Linked DNA regions of Anser cygnoides: all the other regions are linked to region 2. A link is a contact called in public Hi-C data. All regions are on one chromosome and are shown on one strand. Each heading gives the region's core, a stretch centred on a gene start, on an enhancer-like site or on the middle of the called end of the contact. The rest is flanking DNA. Distances are from core to core; before and after follow the strand shown.

Region 1 (4,504 bases), core at 1,194-3,693, 380 kb before region 2:
CTCGGAAAAGCTGCTGTTACCACTCTCAGGGCCACACAAGATGTGCCCAGCCCAGGGACTCAAAGAGACTCCCCTCCTGTCCCACTGCAGCTCTGCTGGGGACATGGGAACAACCTTCTGGGAGAGAACTGAGATCAGTAGGGCTGGCTGCCACCTAAAATTATGTTTGATGCCTCCTGTTAGCCTTGTCCACTGACATTTCTGTGGTGTAGGCTTTCCTGTAATTCAGAAAAGAGCATGTCTGTAAAAATTGACTGGGAGAACAACGTCTGAGACGCTGCAAAAGCATCTGCTTGAGAAGACCAGAAGTAAAAAAAATGGGCAGAAGCCCAGTTCTTGGGGGTTAGGAGGCACATTGGGTTGGTAGGGCAAGGATTTTGAAGGCTGGTAGGAATTATGTTTTGTCCGAGCTGCTGCTCTAGAGCCAAGTTCTGCCTCTGTTTGCCCCCTCAATTCCCCAACCACTGCCTCATCCGAGCCACAAGGAGCACCGGAGCTACTTACTTGGGATAGGAGGAATCACCAAGGCCCAGCACGGCGTAGTCCATTTGGCAGAGGGAAGAGGGTGGCAGGTTCTTCCGGAACAGAAACCTCCAGAACACCTACGAAGGACAGGGGCAGGAGTCATGTTGCTGTGCATGGATGCCTACCCTGGCTGCTGGCTCCCCCCTTGCACACCCTGCTGAAATCTCAGCAGCTCATGCCCCATCAGTAACAGGAGAAGTTTCTTAGCCCCATACAAGACTGGCAGTAGGGGACTACCACTGAAGACAAGCCCCAAAAGGCTGATCTGAGTGAGCAAACATCCATTTCACACCATCCTGCAGGATGACACGTGCTGCCCCAAAACACCCCCTTCCAAAAAAAACCAAACAAAAATCCACCACTCAAGTTGCTCCAAGGGATAAATCAGGTCACAGGCCGGGTACATAAAAGCCATATGAACAGAACAGGTCCTACCTTCATGTTGTCAGGTGGGTCACCCTGGCCAGTGGTTGCACACACAAATACCACCAACAGCTCATTGATGAGGTTTGCCTGCAGGCACAAACAAGCATGAGAAAGCACCTTCAGGCCAGCAGCCTACAAAGGTATGCCCCAGCTGTCTGGACCCAGCTGCTCTCACTGCATCGAGCTCGAGGACAGATCCCATTTAGCTCAGAACTCACAACCCTGTCTGACACAGCCTCCTCTACAGGCACTGCAGCATCTGCTGCCCCCAGCATCAGCTCCTTGGTGCTCCCTGCCTTGCAGGAACACAGGACACGGCTGATCATCTGCCAGCTAACACTGCCTCTATCCCAAGAGCCATTGCTCAGTTTTCACATTTTCAGCTGAACTAAGCATAAGCTGCCCTCAGGAAGGGTAAAGAGCTGGGATGTGGTGAAACACAGGAGGTCACAGCATGGGTGGAGGATGCCTGAGCCCCAGAAATGGGTTTGCTGGAGATGAAGCAAGACCAGAACTGCCCGGAGCAGCCCTCCACATGGCCACTCACCACGTCATAGCTGTCCAGTGCCTCCACTCGGCACTGGAAGTGCCGGCGCTTGGCTTCTCTGCCTATTCTCTCAGCTGTATCTTGAGCTGTCCCAGTTTGGCTGCCATAAAGAACGAGGAGTCTCCGCTCTGCCATCTGCAAGAGACAAAACCAAAGAAATCACCAGGAGCCGAGGCAGAGTCGGACCTGCTCGGGGCTGGGCGTCACACCAACACCCTACGCAGGCTTCAAAGGAGCGCTGGCAGCTCTGGGTTCAGGTGAGATTTGAGGGCTCGACGCTGCAAGCAGCAAGCAGGGGGACAGCTGAACAGCTTGGTGCCAGTGGCACGATTCAAGGCACCTGGGCTCTCCTTCCAACCTGATCTAGCGGGTGGCATCCCTGCCCACGGCAGGGGGTTGGAACCAGCCGACCTTTAAGGTCCCTTCCAACCCAGGCGGTTCAATGACGCTGATTCCAGCCGGGGCAGCGCTGAGCGACTGACACCCGTTTGGCCCCGTTCGCCGCAGCACCACGGGCTCTGCTGCGCTCCCCGCCCCGCCACCGAGACTAAAGGCAGGGTCCGGGGACACCGAATCGCGCTCAGGCTCCGTCTAACCGCCCTCAGCCCTGCGCTCAGCACCCCCCCGGCACCAGCCGTGCCCCGCTGCCGATGGCAGCACGGCCCCCCCCGGGTGCCGCGAGCACCCCGACCCACCGCCAGCTGCGCCCGAAGCCCCGCGGCAGGACGGGGGCGCTGCCACCCGCGCGGGCCCCGAGCAATCGCCCCCTGGCGAACCCGGCCCCGCGCAGGGAAGCCTCGTCCCGGCCCGACCCCCCGGCCCTGCCCGCGGAGCCCCGCGGAGCCCCGGCGCCACCCCGGGCCCGGCCGCGGCCCCACCGCCCGCCGCTTCCGCCGCCGTCATCGCGCGGCGCCGCCGCAGCTCCGGGCCCCGCGGGGCGGCGGAGGGACGGGGCGGGGCCGGGCGGGGCGGCGGGGAGCGGGCCCTGCCGGTGCGCCCTGAGCGGCGGCCCCTGAGCGCCGGGCCGGGGCCGGGGCCGGGGCCGGGACGATGCTGTTCTCCCTGCGGGAGCTGGTGCAGTGGCTGGGCTTCGCCACCTTCGAGATCTTCCTGCACGGCCTGGCCCTGCTGGTCTTCTCCGTGCTCCTGGTCCTCAAGGTGGACAGCGAGGCCTCGGCGCTCTCCTGGTGGGTCGTCTTCGTGCCCTTCTTCGCCGCCGACGGCCTCAGCACCTACTTTACCGCCATCGTCTCGGTGCGGCTCTTCCAGGACGGCGAGAAGCGGCTGGCCGTGCTGCGGCTCTTCTGGATCCTCACCATCCTCAGCCTCAAGTTCGTCTTCGAGATGCTGCTGTGCCAGAAGCTGGTGGAGCACACGCGGGAGCTGTGGTACGGGCTCATCATGTCGCCCGTCTTCATCCTCCTCCAGCTGCTCATGATCCGGGCCTGCCGCGTGAACTGAGCCCGCGGCCCCGCGGCAGCCCTGGCTGGCACACCCGGCTCTGCGGGGACCCCAGCGCCGTTCAGGGGCTTTCCCCCATCCTGGGTTCCGGACGGAGGTTTTGGGCGCAGGTGCGGCGCTGCGAGAGGCAGGGCTTGCGGCAGCGCGCTGTCACCTCGTACATAGCTTTGTGCGTATCTTTCTTCAGGAGATCCTTTTGCAGCATCGTTACTTCAGGTTCACTTAGTCCTTGGTGTTACTCTTAAAATATCGCAATGTGCAGGCACTGTCTGGTATGCCGGTTATTTTATTTTAAAATAAAAGTGCATGGAAGGATTGGTTTTATTTATAATATTATTTTTTACTAGAAAGCATTTGTACCTAAAACTGGTGCCGGGAGAACAGGAGTCCCGTGGAGGCCGGTTGTTTGCTGTAGGCACCTCGCACACCTCAGGCTGCTGCTGGCCAGAAGCACCGTAGCTGCTGCGTCGCCTGCGCCACCCTGTCCGAGACCACGATCGTATCGATCTGTTGTCACCAACAGCAACGCTCATTTACTTCCAACTTCCCCCTGAGTGGTACTTCATGCCTTCAGTGTACTGACGAGATTTTATGGGGCTGTGCTCTGAGCCAGAGAGAACTGATGTGTGTGTTTTTGAACAGAAATGTAATTTTTTTTTCTTTGTAATGCAGATCCATTTCCTACATAAAGCTATGGGGGTACTGGGAGGGTAAGGCAAGGGGTAGCTCAGCCAGATGTACAGATCGATGTGTTAAGTGTCCATGTTGTGGGGAGCTCCCAGCACCAAAGACTCTGTGTCACCTGTCACAGTGGCACAGCCACCACGAGGGTGCTGAGAACCTGGGTCTGCCGCTGACCTATCTGTGAGACGTTGCATGTTGCTTTGGTGCCCAGACGACTGTTCTCCTTTGGAGAATGAATTGTCAAGCCCTCTGTAATGCTGGTGGCAACAAAACACCTCCAGGGCTTCCCTTTGAGCCTCAGCTGCTCCCTCACCCATCTGCGTCTGCCTCATCCACCCTGCTGGTACCACCCTGTGCTCTCTGCGCTCTCAGGATCTGTTTCATGGAGATAAGGTCTTGAAATGGAAAACTGCTGCATAAAGGGCTCTCAAATTCGGGAGAAGAGGTGGGATGTAGCTGGCAGAGCATGCATTAAAAAGAGCTGAGAATTGCTGCAGAGTGGGACTTCATTGTGATCTTAGAAATTAGGATGCATCTCAGGTTGCATAAAAGAGACTTTTCCAGATTCATACCTGGGTTCTAGAAAATCTATAATTACCTAGCCTGTTGTGTAACTTCTGTTTGCTTTTAGATTTCAGAGGCATGCAGGAAAGAAACGACCAATTTCCTTTTTTTTTTTTTTTTTGGTGTGCTGATTGGATAAGCTTGCGGTGTGAGTTCAGAGCAGATCTCACAGGATATTCCACATCACCTTCCCTTTTGAAAAAGCTTTCTTTAGCAAGGTGCCTGATGCTTTATCCTGCAAAAAGTTCATTACAAATTCTGAGGCCTGCACAAGGAGTGCACAAAACATTACTGTGT
Region 2 (4,498 bases), core at 1,783-4,282:
CATTTGGGATGGTAAGGCCACAAGGAGAAACAGCCCAGTGTTTTTCTTTCTTGGACAAAGGTGGTGAGGAGATTCCCAGGCCTGGCACACTCACTGCAGCCGTTGCTCAGAGGACAATTGCCAGAACAATTTGAAGTAAACACAGTGGAAGGCCCAGACTGGTGGGATGAACTGTTATCCCAGACAGATGGCTCATACCCGGGAGGAACACAAATGTTAAACCATGGAGGTGCTGGCTACAGCACGGTACCTTGTCTTACAGCCAGGCAGCAGGCTGGTGGATGGTGAAACTTTTACCTCTGTAAAGGGGATGCTGAGAGCTAAAAACTGTAGACTCTCCTTGCTGTATTACTAGTTAGAAAGCAGGATCTATGCAGAAGGTAGGTCTACGCTGAGCATGTGGCCCCTTTCTGCAAGGGAAATCCTCCTTGTCCCAGAGAGGATCCAGAAGGCATCACCAGACTGGATTTTCAGAAAACTTCTGATGGTGCACCACACCAGAGATTATTAAAGAAACAAACTTGCTGTGGGAGCAGAATGGCTGTTCTGTGAACTCAAAGGTGGTTGAAGGATCAGAAGCAACACGTAGGGCTGAACAGCCACTCCTCAGGATGGAGGACACTGGGTCCTCCAGGGGCCAGCCCTAGGGCTGGTTGTATATCTGACATCTTCATCCATCCCCTGGAGAAAGGAGTGAACAGGAAAACCTTCAAGTTCACAGATGATACTGGGGTCTTTTGGATAGCAAAATACTGTTCGTGGCAAGGAGTTTCAAAAAGACCTCGCAAAAACAAGGACAAAGAGGTAGGAGGTAAGTTTTGGTGTAGAGAAATGAAGGTGATGCTTCAAGGGAGAAGTGATCAGAGCGAGGCATTCGCATGGAGCTCAGGACAGGTGGCTAGACTCAGGAGCAGAGCTGGGAGCCATCAGTGACCTGGTTTCAGAGAACTGTTAATTGGCAGAGCAGAGAAAAAAAAAATCAAACTGCTGTGTAATCAGCAAAGTCTTGGGAACAAGATGGCAAGTGTTTTGACACTGTAGGAAATCTTGGAAAGACTTACCTTGGGTGCTGTGTGCTTGAGCTCTTGTTTCCACAGCTGAAGAAGGAGATGGGAAGTCAGCTTTCTCTGGACCTGCTTTGTAATAACTGATGAGATGAAATGCCTGTTGTATGAGAGGGGACTGGAAAAGCTGAGACCTGCCTTGAGAGAGGAGAGCCAAGAGCAGATATGACTGAGGCCTGCAAAATCATGAGGGTGGTGGACAAGCCGAGCATGAAACTGTAACACTCCAGCAGTCCTTGGAGTAAGGAGCGCTGGCGGGAGATAGGTTGAAAATAGAAAAGATAAAACTTCATTACATAGCAGGTTTTGAACTTCCAGGGCTTGTTGCCACAGGGAGTAGGGGAGCCAGATAACACTGGCAGGTTCAGAAAGGGACTGGATGAGCTCAGTGAACAACTGGTTTGCAAAGGGACAGTGGAAGGATGAGGCAGGGATGCCCCCTCTAATGCTTGGATTCATGGTGGATGCTGGAGAGCAGGAGAGGAGTGGAGTCAGGCTCTTAGTATCTCATTTTTCCAGTGATGAACGCTGAACCTTGGTGGCCTTTACCCTGCAGGGTCTGTCTGATGTTCCACAAACCCCCCTGGCAGCCACAGGAGAGTTGCGACACCTGCAGTGCCTGCAGGAGAGGGGTCCGAAACTGAGTGGGTGTAAAAGGGAGGTTTGAGTCAGAGCAGTGGGGCCGGGGGGGTTGTTCCGCAGGAATTTCATGGCGGTTTCTCCCTGTGTTTGGTTTCTGTCCAAACCGGTCTGAAACCAACATGCTGGCCACCCTTCCTTGCCAGCTGGCAGCAGCCCGTACCCCATGGATCCCGCAGGGTCCCTGCGGCCCCGAGCCCTGCCGGAGGGCCCCGTGGGCACCTCCTGCCCCCAGCGCTGGAGCCGTGGCTGCCCCAGGGCTGCCGTGCGCGGCCCCAGCAGTCGGTGCCCGCCTGGGGCCCCCGATGCGGGTCCGTGCAGCCCCTGGGCCTGGAGGGCTGTGCCCTGCCGAGGCTGCCACCGCAGCCCCGCGCTCCGCAGTGTGTGGGGCTTCTCCATCCCCCTCCGTTCAGCGGTCCTGGTGCAAACACAGCCACAGCCCTGGGGACAGGGACAGGGACAGGGGCAGGGGCAGGGGCAGGGGCAGGGGCAGGGGCAGGGGCAGGGAGCGTGTTTTTGGAGGAGAACACGGGGCTGCCGAGCTGCACCGCATCCCCGGCCTTTCCGGGCGCAGGGCTGGCGACGTGCAGGAGCTGGGTTTCGCAGCCGGCTGCGCTGCTCCCCACCTTTCCCGGCTGCACGGTGCCCGCGGGGCCCGGCTGCGCCCCAGGCCCGCACCGTGACGGGGCGGGAGGCGGCTGCCGGCCGTGCCCGCGGCGGGGCAGGGCGGCGGGCACGGAGCCTGCCCGCGGCCACGCGCTGCGGCCCGGCCTCGCCCGCGCCTCCCGGCCCCGGTTCTCGCTTCGCGAGGCCGCCCCGGGCCTCGGCGGGGCCGGGGCTTTTCCTGGCCGCCGGCTGCCACCTGGCGGCGGCAGGGCCGGTGGCAGCGGGGCACGGCCGGGCTCCCCCGGAGGGCCGGGCGACGAGGCGGGCTCGGTGAAGGCACCGCACGGCCCGGCCTCGGCCCGCTCCCGAGGACGGCCCGGAGGCGGCTGGGGGCGACGGGAGGCTGGAGCTGCCCGCCCCGGCCCGCCGCCTGCTGGGCCCGGCGTGGGCCGCGCCTCGCGCCCCTGGGGACGGCGGCAGGAGGAGGGGGGGAAAGTCCGGCCGGCCGCTGCAAGCGTGCCTGCCGCTCTCGCCCTTCTCTGCAAATATTGAGCTACCGGCCGGCTGGAAGAGGGGCTCCTGCCCTTTGCTCTGTTTGCCGTTTCCTCCGGCTGTTTGGTTTCAGTTAATCATCCTGAGAAGGCAAACAGGGGTGGGGACGGACGCTGGGCCCGTGCCACCCGTGCCTGCCGGGCCCCGGGACCCTCAGCGCAGGGTGGGTGCCACCCCGCCTGCCCCACGCCTTGGCCACCAGCTTGGGGCCCCCGGGGAGAGCCTCACCCCCGCTGCCAGGAGGGGATCCGGCTGCTGGGCTCCGCTCCCTGTGGGCATTGCTGAGGAGCAAGGAGCCCGTGATGTGTGCTGGGGACCTCTTGGTCCTCTCTCTGCAGGGTCAGGTTAGTCCAGCACTGGGGGCACCATCCGGGCTCCTTACAGGATCCCAGGGCAGGAATACAAATCATAACATAGAATAAGGCAGGGCCTGGTCTGTGCCGGGGCCGAGAGGTGGTGTAGGAACAGGTGAGGTGAGGAGCTCACATGGATGTTTGGCCCTGTGCTGCTTGGGCCATGGTGAGCTCAGGCCACATGGCCAGGTCTGCAGGGCCAGGAGCTGCCCCCACGTCTCCCTGCCCGGCCCCCGCCAGGCTGGCCGCCCCGCTGGCGCTGTTCTCTGCGGTCTGAAGGTCACGCTGCTGCGCAGTGAGGGCGGTGAAGAAACACGGATCCCTCCAGCGCGCTGGCACTCAGCAGCACTCTGAAGCCACCAGACACAATGTTTTGGGGTCTCCTTTCTCTCCTCCTCTTTGCCATGGCCAGCGGAACCCCCATTGGGGACCAGGATGAAGACATCCAAGTGCAGGAGAATTTTGATGCTGAGCGGGTAACAGCGGCTTGCGGTCCCTGGATGTTGGGGGTAGTAGGGATGGGAGAAAGCTATTTCATTTTTCTCTAGCAAGAAGGATGACATTTCCCATAATGGGCTGTGCAGGACCCAGCTCCGTGGGTGCTGGTCTGGGGGGGATTCAACCCTTGGGATGGCCTCGCCCCAGCAAACACACAGGCGGGGCAGATGAGTCCCAGTCTGTTCATCTGTCCAGACTAAGAGCTGTGGCAGGGCACACCAGAAGCCCCAGATTGTGTGTGGGATGCAGCCTGCCTGGGGGGGTCTCCTGCAGGCACCTCTGTCCCCTGCCCAGCTCTGCGTACCCAACATGCATGTGGGTCCAGGCTCCGCTGGGGCACATGGTGGGTACCGACCCCCCTTCCTGGTGAACAGGAGACACAGAGACACTGTCCTGGGCTTGAGGACCCCGCTCTGTTCCCAGGGACTGCCTGTCCCGCATGCAAAAAGTGACAGAAGTGGAGGGGAGAAGGGGCCAGTACCCTGCTCAGTGGTAAGCACACATGGGCAACAGGAGTCCAGCTCTGACCCTCACTTCCCCAGCAGTTTGGCATGAAGCTGCTGTAAAGCTGGGACATCTTGGCTGCCACCTCTTCTGACAGACAGCTCTCGAACACTGTCAGGGATCCAAGCACAGAAGCCTGGGAAGCTGTGGGAGATGGGTGACCACTGAGTTGGAAATCCTGCTGAGTGCTGATCACCTTCCTACAACAGCTCTGGCCCCAGCACCTTGCACCGTAGCTCACCAGTTGGCTTCTTGGTCATGAATATTTCAGCTCTGCAGAAA
Region 3 (4,579 bases), core at 1,568-4,067, 330 kb before region 2:
AATTTATACCAGCTATACAACCGAAATCAAAACAGGTTCCCACTGAGGTTTCAGGCTATGAAATGTGGGAAGGGCTGTGCAGTGGTTACCTGATCAAGAGCTGGAGGGGGAGCAGCTCTAGGCCAGGGCAGGGCACTACCATCCATGAGCCTGCCAGCAGACTGTGTTTTTGGGAAGGCCAAACTCGCATATAACATGCGAAGACACACCAACTAGTGCAATTATATTTTCATTCCCAGTGAAAAACTGGATGGCAATATAATCTCCCATCACTCCTGCATATAGGAGTGGCTTCTTTCTCTGTGTGTACATGACAATAATGTCACATTAGCCAGCTCTGGGGTCCTGGAGTTGTGCAGCTCACATTTTCTCAGTTCTCCTGTGTAAATGGGAGGTAACACTTGCTGACGTGTGACATGGTTTACAAGGCCAAATCAGACCTTATGAACTGCTTAAAATTACTGGAGGAGTGAATTTTAGGAATAACTTTTTAGTAAAAGGAGAAAACCAGAGAATGAACAGGCAAGAGCATCACTTACATTTCCAACTGCAGATAAACGAACCCCCTCTGAAAGTAGCCAACAGCGAGGGAGTTGTCCTTGGTAACTGTTTTATTGAATGCCTAAAAAGAAAAACACAGATATCCTGGGGGTCAGTTAGGATCTCTTATGTCAGTGTCTGGGCATATGTACCCAGCGGGGTGCAGAAGCCATCCCTGGGCTTGTGACCAGCTTGTCTTGTCTAAGAAATGTGGGGCTGTGATCCAGGCCGAAGGGCAGGAGATGGCTTCAAGTCACCTTTCAGGTCTTGGCTCTGTATGAGATAAGCTTCAGGATTTTATCCTTCCTTGGGAAAACAGACTGACAGTAACAAATGAACCATGTTTGCCACATGAGGTTTTGTAATCTGCAGAGCCTGTTGCCTTGAGCAGAGCTTGCCCTGATAACTGGCTGTTTGAAATGCCTGTGGTGATGAGCGTGTAAAGGGAGAAAATTGAAGGGGTTCACAAACTGCATCTACAAATTGGTATTTCTGATCCCAGTTTCCCAGCTGAGTAGAGGTAAGTACCAGGAAAGCTGGTAACAGCATGTAAGCAGTGGTTCAAAGTGGTTTCCCGCTCTGCTTTGTACTAGTACCTTTCTGATAAAGCTAGGAGGTGTGTCCTACACTTACCATTGCAATGAGATGGTGTGTAGATAATGAATCAAGCCTGCAACCCCAGACTTTCCTTACATTGTGTAAACAGGGACAGCACCGCAATGGGGAAAATACGTTGCAGGACATTAAGGAGTGACTGTGCTCCTCGGCAGAGGTGGCTGGCCTCTCCCATGACTCAGCCAGCACACTTTACTTTGTCTGCTCTACCGTGCTATAAAAGACAAAATAAACAACCAACCGTTGGTGTAAGCAGAAGCGTAACTGATCTGCTTCCCCGTAGGTGCCCGTTTATTGGGGCTGGAAACAGGCTCTCGGGCACCACCACGCTGCTGTCTCGCAGCGATGGCCCTGCTCGGTGCTGCCCCAGTTCTGCCCCAGCCCCTTCCAGCACAGCCTGCGCTCCTCTTTGTGCTGTTTAAGACAAAGTATTTATATACATCTCTTTGTTGGGCTGCTGATAGAGAGACATGCAGACAGGCTGGCTGCTAGATGCTGAAACAGTTTATCTCAGCACACTTCTCAGGTAGCTAGCTCACTTTCCAAAAGACAAGGGTAGTCCAGGATAGCAACTTATTTTGGAGAAATCTTAGCTCGTGCGGGATTACTTAGGGATGCACAGAGCTGCAGCGCTCCCTGTTTTATCCCCACACCATCACCACTCACACCCAAGCTATCAGCCCAACGTGCTGAGTAAGGAGCACTGGATTTAAAGTAGTTTGAGAAAGGTGTCTCAGAAGAGTGCCTACAAGCACTAATCCCCCAGGAATCAAGGTGAGGAAAGCGCCATCCGCCCCAGACAGAGCCCGGCCCCAGCCTGCCGCCAGCCCCTCACCCGCAGGGCCTCCTCCAGCCTCCCGGCCCGCAGGTGCACGCAGCCGATGTTGAAGCAGATCCTGGACGGCGGCTCCTCGATGCCGCAGAAGATGTCCAACGCCGCGTCCCAGTCGCCGCCGTCCGCCGCCAGCACTCCCTGGTGCCAGCGCCTCAGCAGCTCCCGGTAGGCCATGGCCTGCGCCCTCCGGCCCCGCGGCTCCCAGCCGGCGCCCCGGCGAGGAGCGGGCGCTGCCCCGGGCGGGAGGCGCTGAGGAGGGAGGCGGCCGCCGCGCCCAGCGCCCTCCTTCCCGGGGCCGGCGGGGGGAGGCCAGAGGCCGGGAGCCGGCCCCGCTGCCGCCCCGTAGGTCCCGCTGCGTGGGGCGCGGGGGCCCCGCGGGCCCGGCCGTGCTTCGGGGGAGAAGGGCGAGGTGAGAGGGCGAGGGGCGCACGGCGCCGGCTCCGCTTGGCCATGGCAGCGAAGGGCGGCTCAGAAAGCCCCCCGAGTAGAATCTCCGGCGGTGCCGCTGGCGGGGCACGGGCAGGGGCAGGACCGGCACGGCCCGCGAGGCGTTGGTTTTATTCGGTGAAATACAGATTTATTGTCACGGCCGCATCTGGGTGCACCTCAAGCAGGGCACGCGCAGCGGGTCAGTACGGGAAACTCTCGGGTCAGTACGGTACATTCCCCTCACACTCACACACACAGACTCACACACGCGGTACATTCCCCTCACACACACAGACTCACACACGCGGTACATTCCCCTCACACACACAGACTCGCACTCACACACACACACCGGGTTTGTTCGCAGGCTTGTTACGGGCATCGGCGCCCCCTGCAGGCGCCGCGCCGCGGTCGGTGCTGCCGCCAAGGGGGGCCGGCGGGGCGGCGGCACCGGGCGCCGGGGGTTCCGCGCCGAGCCCAGCCGAGCCGAGCCGAGCCGCGGGCCCCGCGGGGGGGCGGCTCCGAGCGGCGGCAGGTGAGCGGCTCGCGGTGTCGGGGCGGGGGGGGACGGACCCGGAGCCTCGGGAGCGCGAGGGGCGGGCGGGCCGCAGCCGGGATAGAGCCGCGCGGCCTCGGTCGGGCCCCCGGTGCTGCCTCGGGGCTGAGGGGGAGCCTGGGGGCTGGAGGCTGGGGCGGAGGAGGCCGGGCAGCGGCGGCGGCTCGGGGGGGAAGCGGCTGCCGAGGGGGAGCTGCCGGGGCGCAGCTCCGCGCCTCGGTGCCGGCAGGCTCGCCGTGCGTGACCCGCTGCGTGGCTCGCGGGCGGCCCCGGTGGTTGCCGAGGGCGAGTTGGCCGCGGTCAGCGGAAGCCAGGGGCGCCCTGCCGTAGGCAGCGACGGCAGCGCTGTGCCTTCAAACGAAGAGGCTTAGTTTTAAAACCCGCTGGCCGAGTTCCATCTTACTGATTTTTAAATACTTTTGGAAAGTCGGGGGAACAGTTCAGCGGGGTTGGAAGTGCCACAAGTGTTGTCCGTGCACGTGGAAAGATGAAACGTGTTGTAGGGGGGGAAAACTGTACGTTTGGTAACCTGATGTCTGTTGCAGGATTAAGATAAAATAGGAGGTGACCGTCCCCCTGTTCTCTGCTCTGGTGAGGCCGCACCTCGAGTGCTGGGTTCAGCTTTGGGCCCCTCACTACGAGAAGGACATCGAGGCCCTGGAGCGTGTCCAGAGAAGGGCTACGGAGCTGGTGAAGGGCCTGGGACACAAGTCCTGTGAGGAGCGGCTGAGGGAACTGGGGGTGTTTGGTCTGGAGAAGAGGAGGCTCAGGGGAGACCTCATTGCTCTCTGCAACTGCCTGAAAGGAAGGTGTGGGGAGCTGGGGGTCGGCCTCTTCTCACAGGTAACCAGTGATAGGACTGGAGGGAATGGCCTCAAGTTGCACCAGGGGAGGTTCAGGTTGGAAATGAGGAGACATTTCCTCTCAGAAAGAGCGGTCAGGCATTGGGACGGGTTGCCCAGGGAGGTGGTGGCGTCACCGTCCCTGGGGGTGTTTAAGGAAAGGTTGGACATGGTGCTGAGGGACATGGCTTAGTGGGTGACATTGGTGGTAGGGGTGTGGTTGGACCAGATGATCTTGGAGGGCTTTTCCAACCCTAATGATTGTATGATTCTGTGATTCAATGATGAATGTAGATACTAAAGACCAAGAGACATGCTTATAAAATACTTTTTTTTTCTTTTCTAATAAACCTCATGTCCCCTCTTGGGAAGAGATTTCAAGATCCAATTAAGTCAATTATTATTATCTTGACTGTCACGGACTTGAAATTCTCTGAGGAACTTGATTCTATCGCGATGTGGCAATTTGATTAAACAAAGATACTGTTGTATGGCAGTGAGGCAAAAGTGCAGAAGGAGCTTAGGAACAAACAACACAGCTTGATTGTTCATTGGAAGACATAAATATGCGGCCTATTTCCAGTCAGCTCCTATTCTTACAAATTCTTTGTTCGAATACTAATATGTCTACTGACTTAAATTATCCAAAAGAAGGTTTATAACCTTTGCAGTGACAAGATGTTAGTGCTGTAGCCTGTTCTGACCTTTCTGGTTAGATGAGTCCAAACTGGGGAAGCATCTTAATGTAGTGAAAAAGAACAT

What was found. A called contact is a pair of places that touch in the nucleus more often than the background predicts.
Region 1: a Hi-C map of liver shows a contact between it and region 2, with 2.2 times the contacts expected there. The contact joins the promoter of TMEM203 here to the promoter of AMBP in region 2. A contact is called at or near these places in 2 of 7 Hi-C or Micro-C datasets (granulosa cells and liver).
Region 3: a contact with region 2 is called in a Hi-C map of liver, with 2.0 times the contacts expected there. The contact joins the promoter of EXD3 here to the promoter of AMBP in region 2. A contact is called at or near these places in 4 of 7 Hi-C or Micro-C datasets (fetal liver, granulosa cells and liver).

The regions. Positions count from the first base shown.
Region 1 is chr20:11,311,753-11,316,256 of Taihu_goose_T2T_genome, forward strand. TMEM203 (transmembrane protein 203) reads left to right here and starts at 2,444. Exons shown (of 1, transcript XM_048055794.2): 1 at 2,444-3,274. The coding sequence starts at 2,549. The coding sequence ends at 2,959. NDOR1 (NADPH dependent diflavin oxidoreductase 1) reads right to left here and starts at 2,370. Exons shown (of 14, transcript XM_066980709.1): 1 at 2,194-2,370; 2 at 1,499-1,633; 3 at 961-1,038; 4 at 505-602. The coding sequence starts at 1,633.
Region 2 is chr20:11,694,088-11,698,585 of Taihu_goose_T2T_genome, forward strand. It overlaps AMBP (alpha-1-microglobulin/bikunin precursor), which reads left to right and starts at 3,033. Exons shown (of 10, transcript XM_066980815.1): 1 at 3,033-3,205. The coding sequence starts at 3,164.
Region 3 is chr20:11,368,866-11,373,444 of Taihu_goose_T2T_genome, forward strand. EXD3 (exonuclease 3'-5' domain containing 3) reads left to right here and starts at 2,818. Exons shown (of 19, transcript XM_066980917.1): 1 at 2,818-2,954. It overlaps NOXA1 (NADPH oxidase activator 1), which reads right to left and starts at 2,688. Exons shown (of 15, transcript XM_048055938.2): 1 at 1,991-2,688; 2 at 540-622. The coding sequence starts at 2,164.